Regions from separate parts of the Mus musculus genome. Here region 1 is linked to region 2. A link is a contact called in public HiChIP or PLAC-seq data. All regions are on one chromosome and are shown on one strand. The core of a region is the stretch at or near the end of the contact, and the rest is flanking DNA. Distances in the headings are between cores, read along the strand shown.

Evidence for each region. HiChIP or PLAC-seq counts read pairs in DNA pulled down with a chosen protein or histone mark.
Region 1: an H3K4me3 HiChIP or PLAC-seq map of embryonic basal ganglia shows a contact between it and region 2, with 5 times the contacts expected there. The contact joins two enhancer-like sites. A contact is called at or near these places in 1 of 115 datasets of contacts at active chromatin or transcription factors (embryonic basal ganglia) and 1 of 9 other capture datasets (embryonic stem cells).

Annotation. Positions count from the first base shown.
Region 1 is chr5:112,821,738-112,827,846 of GRCm38.p6, forward strand. All of the region lies in intron 21 of Myo18b (myosin XVIIIb), which reads right to left. Among named protein-coding and RNA genes, the nearest start is that of 1700095B10Rik, 32 kb to the left of the region's middle. Within about 2 kb of position 3,509, at least 28 of the 459 cell types and tissues checked have an H3K27ac peak or open chromatin away from gene starts, as enhancers often do. A contact at or near this core is called in embryonic basal ganglia, where this site is marked.
Region 2 is chr5:112,477,261-112,483,505 of GRCm38.p6, forward strand. The region is part of intron 1 of Sez6l (seizure related 6 homolog like); the gene reads right to left. It overlaps Gm42160 (a long non-coding RNA gene), which reads left to right. Exons shown (of 3, transcript XR_880595.2): 1 at 1-34; 2 at 1,659-1,725; 3 at 1,824-1,950. Among named protein-coding and RNA genes, the nearest start is that of Gm42160, 3.5 kb to the left of the region's middle. Within about 2 kb of position 4,796, at least 21 of the 459 cell types and tissues checked have an H3K27ac peak or open chromatin away from gene starts, as enhancers often do. A contact at or near this core is called in embryonic basal ganglia, where this site is marked.

The sequences.
Region 1 (6,109 bases), core at 2,259-4,758, 340 kb after region 2:
ACACTGGAACTCAGTGTATGGCGGCTCAGGTGTAGACAGCATTCCATATTGAGCCAAGACTCATCAGTAAAATAGAAATACTACCCAGAACAACAAAACCAAAGGCTTTAAAAGTTAGGCAGTGACACCAGGGGGCTTGTGCTTGGTGAATCAAGTCACCAGATGGTTAAGAAAGACCCATGCCTAAAGGTCATTGTCTAAGATGCTCAGTTTTCAATAGAAGTTCTCTCTCTCTCTCTGTGTCTGTCTGTCTATCTGTCTGTCTGTCTGTCTCTGTGTGTCTCTGTCTCTCTCTCTGTCTCTGTCTCTCTGTCTCTCTCTGTGTGTGTCTGTCTGTGTGTCTCTGTGTGTCTCTGTCTCTCTCTGTCTCTCTCTCTCTGTCTCTGTCTCTCTCTGTCTCTGTCTCTCTCTGTCTCTCTCTCTGTCTCTCTCTCTCTCAGATATTATTACTTGTATCAGGGGAAGGAACTTTCAGAATGTGGACTCTTAGCCCACCGATCACAGATTTACAAGTACTCACTGTAGATTTGTTCAGAGACCTGAAGAAAGTGTCGCTCAATGAGTAAAGAGACAGAACAGGCTCTAGGCGTCTCCACGGCAGACCCTCTGATGAGATGTACCGGGTCCTGGGTTTGATTCCACAACACCAAAAGAAGGATGTGTTAATAAGCATCAAATGTAAAAATACCAAAAAAGAGATGTGAAGATTAAAAAGGACTGCAAAACTAAGAGTGGAAATTCTTCATTTGTGAAATCAAACCGCTGGACCTACAACTTCACCACAGGTGAGTTGGTGAGTTGGGAGTGGTATCCAAGGGATTGCCTGAATTGAATAACACAGAAAGGTGGGAATAAAGAATTAGTCACGCCTGGCAACAGAACAGAGCTGCATCTGCATGATAGAGCATCGAAGGACAGGGAGAAAACAGAATGGAGCCTCACAGCTTAAAACTTCCCCAAATTGTGTTCCTTCCTAAAAATAAAAGCTTCCTGGAGCTCCCAGGAGTTCAGTGAGTTCATTGGAAGGTGAGGAACCAAGGAAGTCAGAGCAGAGCTTGTGGCAGCAAGAAAAGTAAACTCCAAATGGCAGAAAATCTTGACCATGCAAGAGAGAAGCCATGAGCCTAACAGTGACTGGCTGGTTTGACACACACATCCAGGGTCACTTGGAAAGAAAGAACCACAGAGGAGAGATCCCCTGGGTCACACTAGCCTGCAGTCATGTCTTCCTGGATCGTTCATTGATGGGAGAGGGCTCAGCCCACAGTGGGTATCACCATTCCCTAGAAAGGTGGTCCTGGGCTGTATAAGAGAGGAGGGAGAAAGAAAAAAACATGGAGAAGCACGCAGAGTTCCTCTGAGGCGTCTCTTTAAGTTCTTGCTTGAGTCCTCACTCGATCTGCCTTGTGACGGACAGTCACCTGGAAGATGAAGTAACCCTTTGTGTCTCTATGTTCCTTTAATCCATGGTGTTTGTCACAGCCATAGAAAGCAAACACGACCCTGAGTAATGAAGCCCAGAAGTCAGTGTAACTGCACGGTAAAGATGCTGAGAGGGGAAAACCCTTTGTCAATCAATACCTTACAGAGCTGTGCTTCTAATCCTCCCAAAACAAGCTCCACCCATGCACACACAGGCTGGGAAAGTCAGTGCTACCAGATCTTGTATTCAGATTTGAGGCTGAAGGAAATGTTGACTCAAACCTTTAAAGACTGGAGAATAGCAGAACGCATTTACAGGAAACAATTAGAAAACAGTCTGAAGCCTTGTGTCATGGTGCATGCCTTTAGCCTCAGAACTCAGGAGGCAGAAGCAGGAGGATTTCTGGGTTAGAGGTTAACCTGGTCTACGAGCAAGTTCCAGGATAATGAGGTCTATATGGCGAGACTGTCTCAAAAGCTAAAATATGAAAATATATCTTAAGTGAATTAAAAAGACATAAGATTAAGTTTAAAATATTGAGCTGTATTAATGGGTTTATGGCATCTACCTATAACAATGGCACCAAGGCGTCAGGAGGAGGTGGGTCTGTGGAACAAAAGCTTTCTTTTGATTCAGTCTGGAGCCCAGTTGAGGGGGCAGAACAAATACAAGCAACACTCTTCAGACTGCGAATTTAAGAAACATACCATCACTCTGACACAAAGACAACTAACTGGACTTAAACCAAAGCCGCTGCTACAAATGACGAGGGACGTGTCCGGTGATGAAAGCGTTAACCTGCCAGCCAGCCAGGTAGATTCTTAGAGCCTAGGCAGAGAGCCTCAAGGCGTGCAAAGCAGAACAGGGAGAGAATTAGAAAAAGTAAGACAGCTCAATATGAGTGGCCAAGGGCGTTAACATCTGTCTCTTAATAATTGATAGATCAATTAGATGTAAAAATCCTGCCCCAGAGTTCTGTCACAGGGCTTCCTGTGTCTAGGATGTTGGAGCAGGATGTAGCCAGGAAGAATAAAGAGTGGTGTCTCACATGGGGCCACAAGAGCTTGAGAAAAACCCAGGGCTGAACTGGGTGACTGCATTGAGCTTGTTCAGACATCTGCAGGTTGAAGTCAAAGCCTTCACCTTGAACTCATGAATCCCTTCCTCACACATGGACCACATCACAGTTAAAGACAGAAGGCTTCATTTAACCCTCAGGGTCCTGACTGTAAGCATCAGGCAGCAAAGAGGCGCATCAGCAAACACCCTGCACGCGTAATGGCGTGGGCTAGTGTGATGGAGAAAGAGTATGTAGTGAAGCAAAGAGCTATCCAGAGGCAGGGACCCAGCAAGTGCGCAGGGAAAGGTGCTGGGATTAACGTCCAGAGAGCAAGTTTCAGCACCGCAAGTGTGGACAGCTCCCTCTCCAGTGCGTAAAGAACTGAATACAGTATAGACAGGTGTGATGGAAGCCAAAGAAAGTATTGTCTTCCCTGGAGCTTACTCGAGTAACTTACACGGGTGAGGGAACAGTGCGGGGAGGGAGGGGGTGAGTCGCCATATGCGGGTGAACCTGGGTCACCTGCAATTACAGCAAGTGCTCTTAACTGATAGACCATCTCTCTGCCCATAATAATTATTGTTAGTGTTCTGTGTAAGGACCCAGATGAGAGTGTGGGTTTGAATCCCGCCTCTATTTCTGCCTGGCTCTATCGTCCTGCTCCAGCTGCTTCTGAAGAGAAAAGAAAGGCTTTGTCCTGGAGACTGGAAACTCACCTTGTGCCTTGGTGAATGTAAACTTCTGATCCTTCTGCTCCTACCCCCTTAGTATTGGGATCTCAAGCGTGCACCCCAACACCAGGAAACTATTTTGTGATGTGAACGTGAGGGTGCCCAGTACCCAGGCAGGGTGCCTCTCGGTGGAACCAGCCCAGCATGCGAAGATACCACATGTCAGGTGCAAAGGGGACTTTGCTAGGGTCCATTTTCCACCCCGACAAGAATCCCGTCTGCTGCCGTCTAGTGTCTGAGGGTGACATTGACCTTTCTTAGCTGTCAGATTTGTCTCACTGGATTCCAAGGTCTTAACCACTCTGTGTGCAGAGCCTGCCGGCTTGCCCACGAGTACACACTCATGTATAATTCATGGCCCATCACGGTGCCTGACAAATGAATATTTATTAGCTTTTTCATAAGAGGCAGGATGATGTTTTTTTCTTTCTTTGCTACTGAAATTCTATGCCCCAGCAAATGAAATTTGTGAACAAATAGGAAGAAAGAATAAGAAGGAAAAAAAATTCTCCCAAGCAAGTCCATTGCACTGGTAATTTTCCATTCTCTAGGGCCTGGAATGTGTGTGGATAGAGGTGGATTTGGCTTAGCTGCTGCAGAATCCTGCTGACGAGTCCAAAGTCTAAATGCTGCTGTGTACTGCGCCCGTCACCCCTGTAGGAAGCTCCCTCACATCCCAAGTCTGCTCTGCTCCCAACTGGGCAGGAGCCACATAGTCTCCAGCACTGTGGACCTTCTGTATGGCGATCAAGCATGCATGGACCAAGAAGAAAGGACCCCGGAAGCTGATTGGGTTGGAACCAAAGCAAACTGTAGGGCTTCCAAAGTGAGCTGCCAAACATAGAGAGGGCAGCTTACTCTCACACCGAGGGGAGAGACCCCACAGAAGGAGCTGTCTGTCTGCTGGAGCCAACCTGTGCCCTGGACAGAAACCAAGGGACCTAAGACTGTGATGCCATTCACCCCTGCAACCTCACGGTTCATTGGGGATGGCAGTGTGAAGAACTCCAAGTACACTTGGGCATGTGTATGCACACACACACAGACACACACGCACACAGACACACACACACACACACATGCATGCATGCACACACACACATGCATGCATGTACACAGACACACACACACTCATACGAGGGAGTGCAGAAGTGATGGTGCACTTTGGCTGTGAAGACTATGGACCAACCACCCTTTACCTTGACCTTGAAAGATGCTTCAATCATTGCCACTGTAGTTGGTGGAGGCAGATAACACATGTGAAAGCCCCTCCTGTGTGCCAGGACCTGTGCACGGCACATCAGCTATTTTACAGTATCTTATCATCAGAGTCCTGATGGAGGCAGCCGCTGCTGCTGCTCCCACTTTAAAGGTGAAAAGACTGAGGCAGATTGAAAGTCACTTGCCGGTGTGAGAGCTGAAGTCAATGCATATCTGACTGACCCCAAGACCCATATGCTCCGAACAACCCTCCCCTGGAATTTAGAATCTGGATTTCAAGGAACAAGCCCATTAACACCTGTGGAATTCATTTCTAAGGGCCCGATACTTGCATCATCTTCAAAGGACCCATTTGCCAAAGTGACTGAGTGTACTTGCTTCTCGAACCTGCACCATGAATGCACCAGGCATCTCTAACCACTGAACCCACAACCATCCTTCATTGGTAGCTCCACTGGGGACAGGAGGGTGTGAGGGGTGAGGTGAGGCTTCACGGGTTAGAGCAGGACTGGAAACAGGAAGGCAGGGGGAAAGAATTGAGATAGATTGTGTGTGTGTGTGTGTGTGTGTGTGTGTATCTGTATGTGTGTGTATCTGTGTGTATACATATATGTGTATCTGTATGTGTGTGTGTATCTATATGTGTGTGTGTGTCTGTGTGCATGTGCATATGTGTGCATGTTTGTGTTTCTGTGTGTCTGAGTGTGTCTGTATGTCTGTGTGTGTCTGAGTGTGTCTGTATCTGTGTGTGTATATGTCTGTGTGCATGTGCACATGTATGTATGTGCACACAAGCATGTGCTTGTGCATGTGGCTGTGTGTCTCTGTGTGTGTATGTATGTGTGTGTGTATATGTGTCTGTGTGTATGTCTGTATGTGTCTCTGTGTGCATGTGCATATGTGTGTAGGTTTGCATATCTGTGTGTGTCTGAGTATGACTGTGTATGTCTGTGTGTGTCTGAGTGTGTCTGTGTGTGTATCTGTGTGTGTATGTATATGTATCTGTATGTGTCTGTGTGCATGTGAACATGTGTGTATATGTACACAAGCATGTGCCTGTGCCTGTGTGTGTCTCTGTGTGTATGTATGTGTGTGTGCATATGTGTGTACATGTCTGTGTGTATGTCTGTATGTGTCTCTATGTGCATGTGCACATGTGTATATGTGCTCACCAGCATGTTTGTGTGCATGTGCCCGTGTGTGTCTGAGTCCATATATGTGTGCAAACACTGAATACATGCTTGTTTATTCAGCCACCTGGGTAAGTTATTGAGTACTTGCTGGCAAACTTAATTTCAATTAAAGACAAGGACCATTGAGACATCAGAGCTAGAGGAGCCTGGAATGAGTGTCCCTGAGCTGAGGTTAGCAAAGGGGACATCAGAGAATGTCCCCTGGAGAGAGGACAGCCAGTGCAAAGGCCCTGAGACAGTCTGGTCACTACACCGTCATGTGAAGTACTGCTCAAACATTCCCATACACCACCTCAGGCCTCAGGGGCTCAGTCTCCTTGGGTTTTGTGCCACCACAGTCCTTGTGAAGTCGGACACATAGCCAACCAGGCTATTTCCTCTAATTCTTACCTTTCATGTTCCCCATGCAGGCTTCAGAGGGCATTCTGAGTAGGAATAGTCTCAAGGACATTGTTGGGTGGTAGGATGGAGTCTGGGGCTG
Region 2 (6,245 bases), core at 3,546-6,045:
TGCTCAGAGATGAAGGGCTTGCTTTGGCTCTCGGGTGAGGTTCTGTTCACCAAGCAAGGAGGCAAGGTTGTGAAGCTGGCTGAGGACGGGAGTGCGTGAGAGCTGCTGGGAAGAGAGAGAGAGAGAGAGAGAGAGAGAGAGAGAGAGAGAGAGAGAGAGAGAGAGAGAGAGACAGAGGCAGACAAAGACACAGATACATAGACACACAGAGAGACATATAAACAGAGACAGAGACACAAACACATAGACACACAGAGAGACAAACAGACAGAGACACCCACAGAGAGACAGAGAGAGACAGAGACACACACACAGAGACAGACAGACACAGAGATAGACAAAGAAACAGATACACACACACACACACACACACACACACAGAGAGAGAGAGAGAGAGAGAGAGAGAGGGAGGGAGAGAGAGAGAGAGAGAGAGAGAGAGAGAGAGAGAGAGAGAGAGAGAGAGAGATATACTGTCCTCCCACAGGGCAGGAGCCTGGAAACAGGAGCTCCAGGCAGATGCCATGGAGGGTACTGCTTACTGGCTTGCTCAGTCTGCTTTCCTATGGAACCCTGGACCACTGGCCCAGGGATGGCCCCACCCACAATGGCACAATGGGCTGGACCCTCCCCCATCAATCACTAATTAAGAAAATGTTTTACAACTGGATCCTATGGAGGCATTTTCTCTATTGAGGGTCCCTCATTTCAGACAACTCTAGCTTGTGTCAAGCTGGCATGCGACTAGCCAGGGCAGCATCTTAAGTCAGAAAACTCTAAGCTGAGCTGTGGCACATATATAGAAATCAACCTCACTTCATCCCTGAAGTACTGTGCTCCCAGTTGCACCTTCTTCCCCGAGACAACCTTGGTCTGCTCAGCTGTCCAGTGTGGCCTCCGCCTGCTGCTCACTGGGGCCGTCATCCCTCAGCGAGCCGATGTGCAGGGTTCTGAGGGAAAAATGTCTGCATCCCAGACAGCATTTAGCAGGTGCCAGCTGCTGCCCTCTCTCCTCGTGGAAATCATGGCATCTTCTCTGTGGGAATCCAGAGCAGTGTGAGCAACTGAAGCAAAGGTCCTGAGAGACTCCTCCTGTGGACAGCGGTCCTCCGTCTGACTGCTGCCGCCTTTGTCCATTTTCTGCAGAAACAGAGGCTGGTGGAGCCTCTGTTTCTGGCCTGTCAGGTGTCATCATCTAAGTGGATTTGAGCAGCAGTTGGAAAGTCTGGCTAACTTTCATGGAGCTGCCACACAGCTGTGATCTCTGTGGACCTCAGCAGTTGCAGCTGGCAGTGACCAACACATCTGCTGGGTGGTGCTAACCATCAGCCAGCATTTTTTTTCCAGGGCAGCAGTGGGTGGAAATCAAGGAGGAGGGGTGGGTGTAAGTGATAAGACCAAGGTCGTCTAGGAGTCACACAAAGGTTCCTGGCCCAGTGCTGAGTTTTCACAGATGTGGGTTCAAGGCCTGTTAGCTGCAGTCACACACTCTGGGGGAGAGAGGAGCTGCATTGTCCACCGTCCAACAGCTTGGCTCCCTGCATAAAGAATGAAATCTTCCATTTGCCCCAAAAGATTGGAGATGCTGGTTTGCTCAAAAGTCTGTGGTCTGGCACTCTCCGGGGCTTTTATCTTGTGATTGATGATGGCTGTCTTTGTAGATGGTGGACTTGAGGCTTGTGAAGAGGAGGTGACAGACAGGTCAGGGTACCCGGTCTGGTGTTGGAGGTAATGAGCTTGGCTGCAGTCAGGGTTGGGACCCTGAGCTTCTCGGTGGGCCACAGCCCAGTGGTGTAAATGCTTTGTCTCCTTGCCTCTCCCTACAGGTCAAACATGCAGCCAGACAGGATGACGTCAGGGCTGCCAGCTCCTGTACCACATGAGCAGCATGAGCGATGGTTGGTCTTGATGACTCTGCAGAGTCAGGCAAGGTGGCTGATGAATGGCTGCCCTGACTGGTGAGCTGCTGGGTGCTGTGGCCGGCTCCACTAACCATAAACATACCCCATAAACATACGCCATCCTTCTAATCACAGGAGAGAGGGGAGGGGGTAGGAGCAGAAGGGGAAGGAGTTGGAGAGGAGGAGGTGTGAGGAGGAGGAGGAGGTATAAGGAGGGAGAAGAGGATGAGGATGAAGGAGAGGAGGAGGAGGGGGAAGAGGAGGGGGAGGGGGAGAAGAGGAAGACAAGGGAAGGATGGGGAGGAGGAGGGGAGGAGGAGGGGAAGGAAGAAGGAGGAGAGGAAGGAAGAGGGGAAGAAGGAGGGACAGGAGGAGGAAGGGAAGAAGAAGGGACAGTAGAAGGAGGGATGAGGGGGAGGAGGAGGGGTAAAAGGAGGAGGGGAGCACCTGTAAGTATGGTTGGGAGGACGAATGGCACCATATCAGGGACAGGGAGCAAGGCATCACCCCTTGACCACAGTGACAGTTACAGGTCAGGCCTCTTGTTTTGCTACGTTGGACCTTGATGATGACAGGACAGGCAAACACAATCATCTGTCACTCTTTGTTGGCTTCACTAGGGAGGAAATTATATTCATATTCCTTAGAGAAACAGACAGAGGTTGGGGACACGAGGTGCTTTCAAAGGCCACCCAGCAAAGCCAGGGTCAGTCCTAGGTTTATCTGGACTCACAGAGCAAGATACTTACTGCTTGTCCTTCAGCCTTGCTCAGATTCCAGGCAAATCTCCTGCCTCTGAGCCCCTTAAGGAACCACTGGGTGCCACATCACTTGGCATTTTCCCCTCACACTCTCTGTTGTCTTCTGGGAGTTAAACCTCTTTTTAAACTTTCCCCAAGATAATCTTATCCTCTATCCCAAATTCACACCCACCAAATCTGAGATTACAGGAGTCCATCTTGGGAATCTGAGGATTAAAAAACTCTGCTGGGGAGTGAAAACCATCTCACATATGTATCGTTTGTGAGTGTTTATGGCAGTGACAGTCAACCTTAATGCAGAATTTGAAACAACCCAGAATCCACTGGGCAAAGAGACCCAGTGAAGACTGTCTACACTGGGCTGTCCTATTGACACATCAGAGGAATTGTCTTCAGTGAAGTAATTGATGTGGGAAGACACAGCCCATTGTGGGCAGCACAATTCCCTAGGCAGGAGGACCTGACCTGTGTAATAGAGGAGACATTGATTTGAGCAAAGGCAAGTGCGTGCACAGTATGCCTTCATGTCTCTCAGTTCTTGGCTGTGAGGTCACTGCCATGGCAACTTCCTGGAGCTATGGACTGTGGAATCCTGATCCCTCTGCCCTCCAACAAACCCTTCATCCTCTAAGTGTTCTGTTGTGTCATTGTGTTTTCATCACAGCAACAGGAAGGAAATCAGAGGAGTGGGCATGGTGTGAAAACTTGCTTCCATGTACAGTGATGAAGCCAGGGCACCTAGTGCTTCTGTCTTCTCATACAGCTGGGGTGACGTGAACTCCTGCTTCTCTGGCCTCCACCTCCCAAGGGTGGCCACACTATGCAGCACTAAGCATTGAGCCTGGGACTTTGAGCATGCTAGGAGAGCACATTACTGAGGAAGCTACATTCCAGCACAAACAACAATCGTTTCCATGTACTGGGAATTTTTGGATTCTTTCTCTTTTGAAAAAAATATATTTTATTTTTAATTCTACACATGTGTCTCTGTGTAAATGCATGTTGGTGCACTTGTGTGTATATGAGTGTCTCTGTGCACATGCATGTTATTGCACTTATGTGCATATGTGTGTCTCTCTCTGTGCACATGCATGTTAGTGCAGGTATGTGCATATGTGTATTTCTCTCTGTGTACTTGCATGTTAGTGCACATTGCAATGATTTCCTTTAAGGACTGGCCAGGACTGGGGTTGCCAGACATATTTGTAGCCTTCATATTTTGAAGACTCTGCAAACCCTCTTTGTAATGGCCACAAATATCTATGCACAGCAGGGTGTGAGTGCTTCATTTCCACCCCCATGCCAGCATTTGTTGTTGCTTTAAATTCATCTGTTTTGAGGGTCCCCGTTCTAACTGGGTGAGTGATCTGCTGCCGGAAGTCTGTGCATCGGGAAGGATCAGAGAACTGCCTTCTCTCCTTTTCCTGTGCTTCTCTTCAGTTTTGCCTCCTAGCTGCAGGTGTGTGTGTGTGTGTGTGTGTATGTGAGTGCATGCATGTGTGTGAGTGTGTGCGTGCATATGTGCGTATATGGTGCATGTGTGTGACTGTGCATGTGAGTATGCATGTGTATGTGTGCGTTGTGTGTGCATGCACATACATGTGTATGGTGTGTGTTTATGTGTGTTTTTATGTGTGGTATGTGTGCATGTGTGAGTGTGTGTGTGCATGTGTGGTGTGTGCATGTGTGTGTATGCATGTGTGTATGTGTGTGTGTGGTGTGTGCATGTGTGTGTGTATGTGTGCATGCTTGTGTATGAGTGTGTGTGTATGGTGGGGGAGTCTACCATGTGCAGTGATAAAACTTCCTTACCCCTACAAGAGCAGAAGGGAACATACATGTAATGATGTACTCCATGACTCATCCACATCTCACCCACCCTCTGGGGCCCCAGGTGCCAGCCCCTAAGAGGTAATTCTGGCTGCTAACTTTGCCCATGCAAGGACTTTCTGATCTTGTACTGAAATGTCCTCCCCTGCACACAAAGCAAATCTTGCTGGCTAGCTCTGAACTCTGGGCTAACTTCAAGGCTGATGAGTTGTGCCTGCAGCCTGCAGTTCACTCAGCCCAAACTCAGCTCAAACGCCAGCCGTCTGAGCGCCACGCGGAGCCAAGTCCCACCGCACTCAGTCAGATTGGATCCTGGGCTTCAGAAATGCGGCGAGTTAATAACTCGCTCTAATGGGCTTTTCCCCAGGCCCTGGGGACCACTGAGTTAAACGCATTCTTCTTTTTCAGAGCACTTAGAAATCTCAGTTACACATGGCTGATTCTTCCTTTATCACGCACACGCACACTCAGCACTCAGTTCGGGAGCTGTCAATCAACCCCATTCACCCACCAGCCCGTCTGTGAAAGAATGTCTACCCACTTCCTCCCTCCCCCACCCCCCACCCCCCGCCCCAGCCGCTCCTTGGTACCGTGTGACATCGCCCCTGCTCTTAGGAGGACACACATGGAAAACCAAATATAACAGCCATGCGGGACAGAGTGTGTGTTGCAGGGTGTGTGTGTTAATGAGATGCACCTGATGCGGGTATTCTCTCCAGGGACAAGCTGAACACCTGCTATGCCACCTAACTTGGGAGGCAGCGTCCCTTTGTCCCTCTGTCCCTCATCTCCTCTCTCCCTCCATCCGGAAAACAAAGGTACTAGTGCTCGTCATCCTGGGTCCCGGGAAAGCCGGGAATTCTGAGCAATGGGGTGGTGCCATCTGCCTGCTGGGGTCTTCTCCATCGACTGTGATAATGCTTCCCTGTAGCAGGTGTCTGCCGAATTCACCAGGAACTCGAAGAGGGAGAAGCAGAGAGAGGATGGGCCGTGGTGTGAGGGAGCAAGGAAGGTTGGCTGGGAGACTGTAAGAGATGCGGTCATGTTTGGATTCCTGTGGTGCTTGGCACTGGGGGAGCGAGGAGAAGGAGGAGGAGGAGGAGGGTTCAGGGTACGGAGCACGTGCTTAGGGTCTAATGATGTTCCCTTGAGTCCATCAGCTCTAGAATGCTCTGAATGTGTCAGGGGCAGGGTGTAGACGTCAGTATATATGACCATGTATATCCTCACGTCCTGCTCCAACTGGTCCTCTGCAAGCTAGTCCTCTGGCCTCTCCAGACCAGTTCTGGTTCCCTCACATCACACCCAGGCAAGAGCGTGGGACCGCTCATCCCTGTCAGCAGCTGTGGTGAGACCAGCCTTAGGTCTCACTATAAGGCCTCTTTACCCACTTCCTTCCCTCGTGCCACCAGGCTTCCAACACTACCGCCAAGCCCCACCCCTTCAGCGCACTCTCTGCTCAACTTCCTATCTTTCTCTAGAAGGTTCTGGAAATCTGCTGCAGGATTTTTCCCTGTCCAATTACATTATAATATTAGTGCAGCAGGTGGCCTGCGATTGGACAGGGAAAAAGGGAGGCGGAGCTAAAAGAAGAAAGGACCTAGAGCAGCAGAACAGGGAGGGGGAGGAGCCAAGATGGAGGCGGATGGACCAGTGTGGCTTTAAACAGCCACAGGTAGGTATGGCATCATAAAGGATACAATAATTGAGATAACTTGTCTAATCTAGGTGGGCAGCTAGTACCATTATCAAATGG